Regions from separate parts of the Mus musculus genome. Here all the other regions are linked to region 2. The links are chromatin contacts, called in public Hi-C and promoter capture Hi-C maps. All regions are on one chromosome and are shown on one strand. The core of a region is the stretch at or near the end of the contact, and the rest is flanking DNA. Distances in the headings are between cores, read along the strand shown. Region 1 holds the start of Cdk17 (cyclin-dependent kinase 17). Region 2 has its middle 50 kb from the start of 4930534H03Rik. Region 3 holds the start of Nedd1 (neural precursor cell expressed, developmentally down-regulated gene 1). Region 4 overlaps Cfap54 (cilia and flagella associated protein 54).

What was found. Promoter capture Hi-C pulls out the DNA fragments that hold promoters and counts their contacts. Hi-C and Micro-C count contacts between places; a contact is called where the count stands out from the background.
Region 1: a contact with region 2 is called in a promoter capture Hi-C map of liver, with 3 times the contacts expected there. The contact joins the promoter of Cdk17 here to the enhancer-like site in region 2. A contact is called at or near these places in 6 of 39 promoter capture datasets (cranial neural crest, frontonasal cranial neural crest, hippocampal neurons and 3 more) and 8 of 115 datasets of contacts at active chromatin or transcription factors (astrocytes, embryonic hindbrain, embryonic limb bud and 5 more).
Region 3: a contact with region 2 is called in a promoter capture Hi-C map of liver, with 5 times the contacts expected there. The contact joins the promoter of Nedd1 here to the enhancer-like site in region 2. A contact is called at or near these places in 9 of 39 promoter capture datasets (the HPC-7 cell line, cranial neural crest, embryonic stem cells and 6 more), 2 of 484 Hi-C or Micro-C datasets (CD4 T cells and double positive thymocytes), 5 of 115 datasets of contacts at active chromatin or transcription factors (embryonic forebrain, embryonic stem cells, large pre-B cells and 2 more) and 3 of 9 other capture datasets (adipose tissue, embryonic stem cells and liver).
Region 4: a contact with region 2 is called in a Hi-C map of CD8 T cells, with 3 times the contacts expected there. The contact joins two enhancer-like sites. A contact is called at or near these places in 2 of 39 promoter capture datasets (embryonic stem cells and hippocampal neurons), 5 of 15 datasets of contacts at CTCF or cohesin (CD8 T cells, embryonic stem cells, large pre-B cells and 2 more), 110 of 484 Hi-C or Micro-C datasets (the AML12 cell line, the AtT-20 cell line, B cells and 73 more), 9 of 115 datasets of contacts at active chromatin or transcription factors (PVALB interneurons, T-cell acute lymphoblastic leukemia, astrocytes and 6 more) and 1 of 9 other capture datasets (embryonic stem cells).

What each region holds. Positions count from the first base shown.
Region 1 is chr10:93,159,522-93,162,571 of GRCm38.p6, reverse strand. It overlaps Cdk17 (cyclin-dependent kinase 17), which reads right to left and starts at 1,696. Exons shown (of 17, transcript NM_146239.2): 1 at 1,372-1,696.
Region 2 is chr10:91,269,241-91,272,380 of GRCm38.p6, reverse strand. No RefSeq gene overlaps it. Among named protein-coding and RNA genes, the nearest start is that of 4930534H03Rik, 50 kb to the right of the region's middle. Within about 2 kb of position 1,545, at least 110 of the 459 cell types and tissues checked have an H3K27ac peak or open chromatin away from gene starts, as enhancers often do. A contact at or near this core is called in CD8 T cells, Th1 cells, Th2 cells and 6 more, where this site is marked.
Region 3 is chr10:92,721,068-92,724,117 of GRCm38.p6, reverse strand. It overlaps Nedd1 (neural precursor cell expressed, developmentally down-regulated gene 1), which reads left to right and starts at 1,700. Exons shown (of 15, transcript NM_008682.2): 1 at 1,700-1,795.
Region 4 is chr10:93,004,834-93,008,218 of GRCm38.p6, reverse strand. The region is part of intron 22 of Cfap54 (cilia and flagella associated protein 54); the gene reads left to right. Among named protein-coding and RNA genes, the nearest start is that of Gm40739, 68 kb to the left of the region's middle. Within about 2 kb of position 1,623, at least 10 of the 459 cell types and tissues checked have an H3K27ac peak or open chromatin away from gene starts, as enhancers often do. A contact at or near this core is called in CD8 T cells, Th1 cells, Th2 cells and 1 more, where this site is marked.

The DNA of each region.
Region 1 (3,050 bases), core at 447-2,946, 1.9 Mb before region 2:
GGTGTTCACAAGAGAACAAAATAAAACCAATTAACATTCCCACTAGCAATTTTTTTTTCCTCCTTAAATTTAGTTTACACATGTTTCTTGATTCAAAGGTTTAGGTCAATTCAACTGATCAGAGGTCGTCTTCTGTTCCGTGGTTAACAACGTCAATTTCCAAGTCACTCAAATCCATTACTTTGATAGTCTTGCACAAATGCAGTTAAAAAGAAACCCAACAAAGGATTAGGAAAAAACAAACAGCAAAGTTGGGAGGCAAGAGCTGTCTCCCTTAGTCAAGCATTGCCTGTGACGTGACAGAAGCTCTGCTACCAGAAATACACTTTGCTGGCCCAAGGAATGGCCAAGACGCAAAACAAAATTTGTGACTTGTGTCTAGAGAATCAATTTGGCTCAGGAGGCGATAAAACAGGGCCACTGATGCGTCGTCTTCGATGGCCACATTAACATAAGGGAAAGGCGCCACGGATTTCAGCTAAAGGCTTTTGCCATTTTTGAAGAAGAAAAGCTAATTGTTAATGGCCATGTGACACAGAAGATCCCAGAAAGGAAAGGGTGGGAGGAAAAAAAAAAAAAAGAGAAGAGTTCAAGGCAGTTCAGGGTCAGACCAAGTCAGGCATCCTGTCATTAGCAAACGTTCCCCTAGCTGAAGGCAAAATACCGCTTACCCCAGAAGGAGTGGGTGAAAAGTAGGGGAGAGAATGAGTGGGGAACCACAGGGGACGGCGAGGTGGCAGCGTGGGGGTGATGTGGGGAAGAAAACTGGGGCCACCCAGCTGAGATGGGGAGCAGAAGCAACCGGACAAAAACACCGAGAAAAGCAACTGCGGCTAAGACAACGGTGGAACACACACACACACAACCCCCTCTTCCCGGGTTCTCTGGGTTTCCCACAGTCCCTCCGCCTCCGGTTGGAGCGACACTCAGGGGTGTGACCCGCCAGCAAGAGGGCTGCCCGGAGCTTTGTGTCGACCCGCTCCCCCACGAGAGGGCTCCTCCCCCGCGGAGCTGCCCACCCACCCGCGCGCAGCCTCCCGCGTCTCCAAGGAGCCCGCAGCGCCGCGTCCTCGCCCACTCCCGCCGCCCCGCGCCCGCGCCTCCACCCCGGCCCCGGGGACCTTTGTGTCTCGGGGGGACTTTCCGCCTCTTCCCCTCCCGGCGCCCCACGGGGCCAGCAGCCTCCCCAGGAAGCCTCGATCGGCTGCGAACTCTCAGCGGCGGCGCATGGAGCCCCTCCCCCCAGGTCCCCCAACCAGCTCCGCACTCCCGCAGCCCACGCCGCGCGTGGACATGCGACCGACAAGATCCCCACTCGAGCCGCCCGCTGACAGGCGTCACGATCCCTGCCCAGCCCCGCTGCCAACTCACCAGCAAGTGCGGGGACCGCGGGCTCCGGACCGGCGGGCGCGCAGAGCGAGCGAGCGGATGCAGGTCCGGTGGTGGCGGACGCGCCGAGGCGCCTCAGGCTCAGGCCTCCCCCCACCCCCCAACCTCGCGCCTTCCGCTCCGCGAGGGCCGCCGGCCGCCTCACGCGTGGCAGAGCCCCCCGCTCAACATGGCTCCCGGGCCGCGGAGCCTCGCGGACGGCCCAGTACTCCCGGCCACCGAGCCGGGGCGGAGCGAGGCGGCGGGGCGCGGGCTGCCGGACTGCCGGGCGCTGGGTAGACCGCAGCCGCCGCTCTCGTTCGTCTGAGTGCGCGTTGCTTTCTCTCGCTCGGAGGCTGCGGCTTGACGCCTCCGCCTGTTCCCCGGAGCGAGCGAGAGCGGGGGTTAGAAAAAAAAAAAGAAAAGAAAAAAGGAAAAAAAAAAAAAAAAGACTTTTATTGAAACGATCCAACCAGCGGCGGCGGAGAAAAGCGACCGGCTGCGGGAGCTTCCCCACCCCCGCCTGCACGGCTCGCCTGGGGCAGCGCGACCCCTGCCGGCGGTGGCGGCGACGGCGGCATGCGGGGCGGAGCCTTGCCTGGGGGTGGGGCTTATGACTGGGGCGTGGTCTGGGCGGGGCTGGGGGGTATTCCCAGGAAACTTCAAGCGTGGCTTCAAACGCGGCTGGAGAGCAAGGGAGACCCTGTCCGTGGACAGAACGCTGAACAGTGTCTGACCATCGCGATTGGTGAGGAACCGATCGCCACAAATCAGCCCCTCACTGTCCCCTCGCAACAATAAAACTCTGCTTGAAGTATTCCAGGCGCTACTGTACACAGGATGCCTGCCTCAGTACAGTGCTTCAGATGACCCACAAAGAAATACCTCGGTCGATTGCTGCAATTTTCTTCTGTTCTGTGACTGGATATGCGTGGCCAGTGCAGTAATCACCCACGCACAAAGCTTTGATTTCAACCACAGTGTTTTTAAATGTTATTACACTGTTGGCTCTAGGCTGGGGGGGGAGGGTGGAGGGGGGAACTAAAATGGTTACAATAAAACTGTGTTGTGAAAGAGTCAATGCTAAGTTATAGGACCCAGAAAGAGATACTGTTGCAGTGAGTTAGATTCTGTTGCTTGAAGGAGGCAGGCCAAAGAGGTTGGCCCAGTTTCTGTAAATCTTTTTACTTTCTTCTTCCCCAGTTAGGAACAACTGAATGTGTAGACAAACTAAAGTGATCCTGGCCCATTTCTTTCCACAAGTAGGGATAGAAGCTTAAAGTAAAAGCAGACTTAAGTGGCAGAGGAAAATACTGAGAGAACTGAAAGAAGACAGTAGGGTCCGGATGTGGACACCCTAACCAAGAAAAGGTTAACGGTATAAAAGGCCAGTAGGGTGAAGGTTGGGGTTTTTTGTTGTTGTTGTTGTTATGTTTTGTTTTTCTGTTCTTATCACCAGGAAGTGCACGATATATTTTAAATCTCATTATCTACTAAGGACTTCTGAATCGTATCTTTTCTGATTGATGCGCCTTTCCTTGAAGATACTTCCTGCCCTTCTGTCTAGAACTTTGTCGGACACAGCTGGATGTGTTTTCTACAGCTCATAAGGTTCATATATATCAACCGGAGTTCTCCTGTGTCTCCAAAATTACCAGAACTATAGGTTAACAATAATTATC
Region 2 (3,140 bases), core at 296-2,795:
TGTAGCTCCTGACCCAGTAGGGGCATGAATATTCTCTGGGAGCCTGTTAGAGACGCAGAGTCTCTGGCCCTCCTCAGACAGATAGGCTCAGGTTGTACAATAATTTAACAAGACCTATGGTGCTGCCTGTATGTCTCTAGAAGAAAGAATAAGGAACAACCGTTGAAACCTACAGGAAGCAAATTCAACTCAACGAGAATGAGAAATTTGTAAGTGATTCCCCTTTGACGTTCCTTGGGAAGGAAAGAGCCTGGTGGAAAGCAATGAGTGCCCAACAAGGGTCTGTCCTGCACCGACAAATACCCCCGCCCCATCCCGGACTGCTGACGATGCTGTGGGGAAGAACCTTGAGATCTTTCTGCTATTGTGATTTTTCCCATTGGCCTTTCCTGAACCTGAGATTTCACTATGAAAAACATCCCTAGATGTCATTAACGCTGAAACTAGCAAATGAATGACTTTCCGGAGGAACATGCCCTGCATTGCAAGTACAGGTTTTCAGGGTGACTTCAGCAGACAGAGAAAAGTCAGAGATCCTGGGAGGTGTGAAGACGAAGGTCATGATTCTGGGCTCCCTAATGGCCCAGCCGTCTTGAAGCAGAGGAAATGAATCGAGGCTGGGCAGCTGAACCAAGGCAGCAGGCGGTGGGAAAGGGAACCTCAGGTGGCCTGGGGAAGCAAATTCTCACTATTGCCTGCTGATAACCACCTGCCGCTGGGTTTGAGGCTTCCCTCGGCTTTCTCTGTGGCGTCCCTGTCACTGACTGAGCCCCAGGCAAAAGCTGTGAACTCCACACAGACTTTGGAAGCATACACATGTAACCACATTCTCACCCTTTTGAATTTAATTCCACAGTATAATTAAGCACATACACGGCACACGCATGGCTATAATACCAGCTGTCTGTTCAATTTGGAAGTGTGTATTAAACAAATCCAAGCAAGGAGCAACAATCTCGGAGCCTTAGGCCTGGGGGAGGCGCCACACAACCAGCCCCACAAATAAGCATTTTCTGTGACACACTGCCACCAAGTGGCCAGATGCGGGAATGACAGCACAGTGAAGCACTAACGGGACAAGTCAGTTTCTTGGCTGTCCTTGGACCCCTGGCACCTGACAAACGCTCAAAAATTGTTTTTTGAACCAAATTTAATTTAACTGAGTTGGAATTAAGTGAAGTGAATTGATTAAGCATAAAATTAACAGATGTGTGTTGGAACAGTTATTAAGGTTTGTTTGGTAAGCCTTCACAATGTGCTAGCATCATGATCGTCACAGAATGGATAAGTATGGGAGGGGAGGCGGGAGGGAAGGGGGGTTGGAGGAAGGGAGATGAGGATAAAGGGAGGAAGAGAAAAAAAGATAAGTACTGTCACACCGACATGAACTAACATAAACCTATGGTCTTCTTTTCCTTTTTGTTTGTTTGGTTGGTTGGTTGGTTTGTTGTTGTTTTGTTTTGTTTTTGAGACCAGAGCCACCCAGGTGATAGGATCTAAAGGCAGGCACCACTACAGCCCAGCTGTCATGTAACCTCAGGCTGTGGGGCCCCGGAGAGAACAACAGGCACAAGCTCTCCACATCCTTATTTGATTTCAGTCTGAACCTCCCTTTGTTCTGCATTTTTGTGACCTGCCTGGCTTCTTCCTGGTTTTATACAACTTCAGAACATGCCACATGATGTGGAATAAATGCATGATGGTGTGAAATATACTTTACAGTTGACAAACAAATCCATTTTGGATTAACATGAAACGGGGCTGTCATTTTACCGACAGGGAAAGGGAGCCTGAGATGTCAGAGACCTCCCCATATCTCACGTAAAGCCCGTAGGTCTCCTCTCTAGGTCCTGCGGACTTCCTGCCTGCAGGTGGCGCACGGGGGAGCCTCCCTCACCAGGCTCGCTCACCGAAAAAATAGCAGTGGGGCCTCTGCCTTTTACACCAAGTGCCAAGAGGATCCTGCCTGGGGCCTCCAGATGTGGGCGGGGTCTCCTGCTTGCACCAGGTCCCTCCTAGGCACACACACACACACACACACACACACACACACACACACGCTCGCCCACTCTCCCCCACCCCCACGCTTGGCCTTGGCTGTCTCCTCTTCCTGCTAGCTCACAGCACTTCCACCACAGGCCTTCAACCCCATCCGAAGCTATTAAGACCCTTGTCCCTGCATGGTCACCTTGAAAACTACTTACCAGAGAGAAATTTATAGTCTTTTGGTTTTTCAAGGCAGGGTTCCTCAGTGCAGCTCAGCCCTGGCTGCCTTGGAACTCACTCTGTAGACCAAGCTGACCTCAAACTTCGCCTGCCTCTGCCTCTCAAGTGCTAGGACTAAAAGCTGGTGCCACCACCGCCAAGAAATTGATAGTCTTTAAAAAAAAAAAAAAAAAAAAAAAAGTAGCAATTTGGGAGATAGGAAAAACAGTGAGAAATTCTTGTGAAAAATATTTAAATAAGCTCTTCATTTACCATGCTAAGTCCAAAACTAGAAGTAATTGCGATGATGATGGTGTGTGTGTGTGCGTGTGCGTGTGCGTGTGTGTGTGTGTGTGTGTGTGTGTGTGTGTGTGTGTATTCAGATTTTTATATTCGTCTTTTTAGGATTTTTTATTATTTTTAAAATTGTGTGTGTGGGTAGGTGTATGCATGTAAGCGTGCCCACAGAGGCCAGAGGAGTCAGTTTTCCTAGGAGCAGGAGTTACAGATGGCTGTGAACTACCCAAGGTAAGTGCTGGGAATCAAACTCAGGTCCTTGGGAAGAATAATACATATTCTTAACCACTAAGTCATCTCTCCAGCCCTCATCTTGTTTTTGAAAACAATTTGAAATGTCTACCATGCTAACCCTAAAGAGGTCAGGGCTAACCCCCACTGGCCCCTGAGGCAGGAGAAGAAATCTCTCCCCTGGCTGCTTCTCTTGCCTCTTGTACACCTGCCTGACCACTCACTACAACAACTGGTTGTCTCACTAGTCCACAGGTTTTCTAAGATCAAGAATGGTATAAAAGAAAAACCCTACACACAGGCCTCAGAGTTGAGAGAACAATCCAGATGATTCTAGTAGGATAAGGAGATGGCTCAGTCCAAAAAGTGCCTCCTAACTGTGAGAGATTTGAGTTTAATCTCCAGAA
Region 3 (3,050 bases), core at 451-2,950, 1.5 Mb before region 2:
GTTTTCAGTTAATGTCTTGCATTAAACTCATACCAATACTTCTGCCCCAGTTTCCTGGGTGTTGGGATTACTAGAGTGAGCTATTGTGCCCAGTTTATTTACTTTTATTGTTATGAAACATCTCACTTTTAATGCAGGAATAGTCTTAGTGTCTACCTTTTCCCCCCACCACATAATCCAGTCTTAAGCTTTCTTGCTGGTTTCAGTGTTAGAGAGTTGTGTTTTCTGCTTCAAGCATTCTTTTCTTCATGTGTTCCAGTTCTCCCTACTTAGATCTCAGCATTTTAGGCCAAATTCCAGGAAAAAAAATCAGCTAATAACACCAAAAGCAGCTGCAGATTACACAAGGCATATACTGCTTGCTCCCCGTCTTCATTTTATGGTTGTTCCTCACCAGCTTCCAGAAGCTGGAGAGACTTCTTTTTCTCCTAGGGGAGGTGGGGATTGGCACTTCTTAGGTTTCCAGTTGTTTTTGATATGGGTTCAGATAACTGGGACATTATGTATCCAGTTGAGAAACACATCCGGTGTGCACCTGGGACAAAGGAGCAACACTTTCCATAGGAACATGCTATCAGTGATGGAAGTAAGAACTCTCAACAGAGCAATCTTTTAGCAGGAATGTTGGGAAAACTCAGTTCATTGGCCCCTTTCTACCATGAAATACATTTCCTTCAAAAACAAAAAAACCAAAAAACCACTGAGTTGGTGTTCATGTACCTGAACAGCAGCATGTGAAGCTGCGGATGTGAAGATGGCTAGCTCAGAGGCTGAAGTCACTACTGGGTTTGTTCTCAGGGTTAGGGTTCGTTTTGGGTTAGATGTTCCTCTCCTCTGCTTTCCTCCTTTTCCCTCCCACCCCTTCCTTTCTCTTCCCCTCCTTTCCTTCTCCCACTCCTGCCACAATTTCCTCTCCATTCCCTCCCCTCTTTGAAACTGAGTTTCTTTGTATAACCGTCCTGGAACTCGTTCAGTAGACCAGGATGGATTTGAACTCACAGAGATCCCATTGCCTTTGCCTCCTGAGTGCTAGGATTAAAGGCTTGTACCACCACACCCCTTTGAAGTTAGATGTTTAACCTGCAGCTTTTCTTGGCTTCCTCTCAAGTAATCCTCTCCTAAACCAACCATGTTAATTGCCTTTATTATGAGCGTTCTTCTTTGTGATAACTGTGACACCTTTTTTTGTGGGAACTGAGAGTTGCCCGTGAATTCCCCATCTTTTATTCTTCTGTTTTGTTTTGTTCAAGACAGAGGTTCTCTGTGTAGTCCCTGGCTGTCCCGGAACTCACTCTGTAGACCAGGCTGGCTTAGAACTCAGCAGTCTGCCTGCTTCTGCCTCCCTAGTGCTGGGATTAAAGGTGTGCACCGCCACTGCCTGGCATTTTATTCTTGCCTTCCCTTTCCCTACAGAAGTGTTAATATTAACTTCCTAACTAGACTGTAATCTCCAGCAGGCTAGGGAACCTGCGTGTTGACTGACCTCTTGTCCCTTCAAGCTAAACACAGTAAGTGCACACCCACAGCCTAACTCAGCGCCTGGCACACAGTAGCCAGCAAACAAATGAGTGATAAAGGAGCAGTAGCTACAGGCTAGGATATCTTCCTCTGCACCGCCCCAGGGTGGGAGGCCACCCAGCACCCCCGCGGGCTGAGCGCTCGGGGCACCGCCTTTCCCGTGACGTCATGCGAGGCGGGACTTCCGGCCGCCCAAGTTTAACAGTCCAGGCGGGAGCCGGAAGCGCAGCGAGGAACGGGTGGAGCTGGGCCTCCCCTGTGGCCCCACGCTTGAGAGGTGAGGTTCCGCCTGACAGGGAGGCTCTGTGAGCGCGGTGGCCTTGGGCCGGGGACCCCCGAGGTCAGCCTCTTCGGTCCTGCGTTGGGCGGCAGCGGGCGCGCGCGCGCGCTGGAAAGTGGCCGGGGACCGGGCAGGACAGGACAGGACAGGACCGGGTCGCGGGCCCCGGATTTAAGGGCCAAGCTGCCCCGAGCGGCTCGTCCACCCCGACTCCCGGGTCTGGCTCGCCCGTAGCTGCTGAGCGCAGGCGCCCTGGGCTAGGGGTGCAACTCCCGAGAACTCTTCTTGAGCAGAGAGTGCAGTTGGTCGCTGTCGCTCTTCTTTCCCGGGATCCTCTCCCGGGGACTGATGTCAGAGCCCAGAAGCCAAGCGAAGGGACTGTGAGAGGTCTCCGTGAAGTCAGCCTCACTGAAGCTGTGTGGGTCGCTTAACTCTTCTGAAGAGCCTTGATCCACTCATTGCACCACACTGCACAGTAGGCTCCTTGTGTGGGGTTAGGGTAGCAGCAGCTTGCAGCTGTTTACTGTTCTTCAGAGTTCAACTTTTCTACCCTGTGTTTTTCCATGGGCCGGGGAACAAGGGGCATTGAGTAAGTGTTTTAGTCACCAAATAGAAACATTGTCTACAATTCAACAGGTGACTCTGCAAGTTTTTAGCCTCACCTACTAGGGGTCCCTTCTAACTCAGAACCACCCCACACACTACTGTATCCAAAAATATGCACAACAAATAACTGTTTTAATCCTTTCCATAAACTTTATTTATTTATTTATTTTTCCTCTTGAGACTCAATGATTTCTGCCTTATGCTTTTTAGTTTGTCCTCTGGAACCCAGATATGTATGATGCTTTTGTTGATGATGTGGGGGCGTGTCTTTGACCACTGTTGGCCTTTAACCTTGGTTAAATTCAGCCCCCTATGTCACCAGATGGAATCAATTCAGTGTGTTGTAGCTGCCGTAGCATCCCTTAAAAAAAAAAAAAAAAAAAAAAAGTAGGGCGTGGTGGCGCACACCTTTAATCCCAGCACTCGGGAGGCAGAGGCAGGCGGATTTCTGAGTTCAAGGCCAGCCTGGTCTACAGAGTGAGTTCCAGGACAGGCAGGACTATACAGAGAAATCCTGTCTCAAAAAACCAAAAAAAAAAAAAAAAAAGTAACCACTTTTTATTAGACTTCAAGTATCAATGAAACTGTGTTGACCTATAAAAAGAAACATATTTTGTGTGGCTACCATGGATTAAACACACACACA
Region 4 (3,385 bases), core at 374-2,873, 1.7 Mb before region 2:
TTAAGTTAGAGGTAGGCAGGAGAGAGTTTTAATACTTAGTACTTGGGTACCTCAACAAGTGGAAGAAATGACTTTAATGCCACCAGTACAAAGAAGTGTACATTAGAGATGATAAATATGCTAATTAGTGCAATTAGGTCATTCCATGATGTATATACTCACCAAAACATCACATTCTCTGTTATACATACATACATACATACATACATTCATACACACTACATACATACATACATATATTCAATTACTATTTGTCAGCTTAAAATAACTCTAAAATTTCATTGTTCCCCTCAGACAGTAACTCTTTGTGATGAAATGAGGAATTTCTTTTGATAGTTGAGGAAACAGATGCATAGAATCCCACTGTATTCCAGGCAGGACATTTTAGGCAGCATCAGCAACATCCCTAAGCTTCCTTAGGTAGCAGACCGTAAGTCTGGCTCTTGGACCAGTGCATCTCTGTTTCTTGTAACTCTGTCCTCATTCCAGGAGCTCTGAGCCCACTCTTTAAGAGCAGCATCACTATGGAGCCCCCCCCTGCCCCTGTCCCCTGTCTGCTCCCTGTCTCCTCCAGGTTCCATCTCTTCCCCTCTACTGGACATACTTCATTCTCTTGGGCTCTACGCAGCTGTTGTGTCAGCAGGTCTTCCTGGTGGGATGCAGCAGAGTCTGAGGATGGAAGATGCATGCGTTGTCACAGTCTTCATCATGACAGTAGGGAGAGAGCTGTTGCTCACACAGTTTCCCATCTCACACATGAGTTCATCGGAACCCATTGCTGTATGAATGTCTCCTTTTGCCCACGAGTTTTCAATTTGAAGGACAAAATTATGGGCGATTCAGTCAGCATTAACTGTCCACTTGACAGAGCCTAGAATTACCTAAAAAAAAAGGAGACTCTTCTCCAGCAACTGTCTTTATCAGGTTGGTCTGTAGATGTGTTTGCAGGAGTTTGTTTTGGTTGTCTTAACTGATGCAGGAGGGGCCAGGCTGCAGGCGATTGGTGCCGTTTCCTGGGCAGGTGATCCTGGGCTGTATAACAGGAAGTTAGTTAAGGAGGTGCCAACAAGCAGTGCTCCTCCATGGTTTCTGGTTTGGGTTCTGTCTACATTTCCTGCTCTGACTTCCCTCAAGAGGGACGGTGGGACCTGGAGATGTAAACTAAAATAAACCCTTTCCTCCCCAAAGTTGCTTTTTATCAGAGTGTTTTTATCACAGCAATAAGAAAGGATGCTCAAGCAATAGGTAAAAAAAAATAAGTATATTCTCTTAGGAGTTTCAGATCCTTTCTATTCTCTTTGCCTATCTATTGATGAGCTAATGTCTATTTTTTCCCCATATGTTTTCTTTTTCTTTTTTTAAAATATTTTTTATTAGGTATTTTCCTCATTTACATTTCCAATGCTATCCCAAAAGTCCCCCATACCCTCCCCCCCCACTCCCCTACCCACTCACTCCCACTTTTTGGCCCTGGCGTTCCCCTGTACTGGGGCATATAAAGTTTGCATGTCCAACGGGCCTCTCTTGTGCTAAATGTAAGATCATCGCTCCTTCCTGTGAAACATCCTTTTTCACTCGTCTAGATCGTCACCACGGTGGTGACTGAGCGTAGATAATTTTACTTTTGGTTTCAGCTAAGATCCTGATTGTATACCAGGGAGCCAGCCTGGCTCAGGTAAGGCAGGCATGAGCTGTGGAAGGCTGCGCTCCAGGCAAGGCTACACTTTGTGTCTTTGATTCTCCCTGCACATACATTTTGCTCGACTCTCTGAAGATTGACTTTCTCTGTTTTTGAGAGAAGAATGGCAACTCCTTAATTCTAACCACCCAGGCGGCCAGCAGGCACTTACATTTGAATCCAAATTCCCAAGAAAGGATCTGATTGGTTTATTCAATTTAGGAGAGTCTGATTTTTGTCTCTCAGTATAGATTGTTATAAATCCACTCTCATTCTTTCCTGTGGTACCACATCTGGGCAGCCTAAGTAGAAGTTCTGTGAGCTCACCTCTTTTTCTTTTTCTTTTTCTTTTTCTTTTTCTTTTTCTTTTTCTTTTTCTTTTTCTTTTTCTTTTTCTTTTTCTTTCTCTTTCTCTTTCTCTTTCTTTTTCTTTTTCTTTTTCTTTTTCTTTTGGTAACAGCAGAAAATTTCAATGTCTCAGCCAGCATGGACCTTTTCTAGACTGATTGTCTGACTCTGGAACCATCTAGTCTGCTTCTGTTTCCACTAAGCTAGTCCATACCTGATAATATCCCCCCTCCCTTCCCTAGGAGTTTCTTGCCTAAGTGATACAAATTTTAACCAGATTCTTCTTCTAAATAGTGGGCCATCAGCCTTGACATCAGAACTAAACTATGCGTGAAGTCCATCTTGCTTTAGAAATATCCAACTTGAGTCAGGTACTCACCCTGGCAATACACAATGCTGTATCACATAGCTAAATTGGTCAGCATCCTCCTACAGCAGGGCGTGGACATTACTAGAAAAGGATTTTTAGATTGAGTAAACAAAACTTTAAATAATTAGTCTGCCCCATGTACTCCAAGTGAGGGATCCTAAAATCCTAGTATGTAGAAATGTAAGTTGGTACGATGGGTCCCACCATCAGAATGCATGATTCACCAGGATCCAAGGATTTTGCCTTTATCTCTCTCTCTCTCTTCATTTATTTTTACTCTACATCTCAATTGCCACCCCTCATCTCCCCTCACAAAGCCCCTCCCCCATACCTTCTCCTATTCTCTTCTGAGAAGGGGGAGGACCCCCTGGGTACCAACCCACCCTGGCACCTCAAGTCACTGCAGGACTAGACAATATCCTCTCCCACTGAGGCCAGACAAGACAGCCCAGTTAGGGGAACAGGATCCTCATGCAGGCAGTAGAATCTGCTCCAGTTGTTGGGGGACCCAAATAAAGACCAAGCTGCACATCTGCTCTTATATATGTGTGGGGGTCTTAGGTCCAGCCCATGTATGCTCTTTGGTTGGTGGTTCAGTCTCTAGGAGGGCCCAAGGGTCCAGCTTAGTTGACTCTGTTTGTCATCTTGTGGAGTCTCTAACCCCTCTAGGTCTCCCAGTCCTTCCCACAACTCTTCCACAAGACTCCCCAAGATCTGTCTACTGTTTGGCTATGGGTTTCTGCATCTGTTTCAGTCAGCTGGTGACTGGAGCCTCTTAGAGGACAGTTGTGATAGGCTCTTGTCTGCAAGCATTGCAGGCTATCATTACTAGTGTCAGAGACTGCTTCTTGCCCTTGGGGTGGGTCTCAAGATGGGACAGTCATTGGTTGGCCATTCCCTCAGTCTCTGCTCCATAGTTCTGGGTGATTCTGGTGGTCTGGGGTTCATATGGTGAGACCTCTTGTTTTTAACAATGTAACAAATCATGG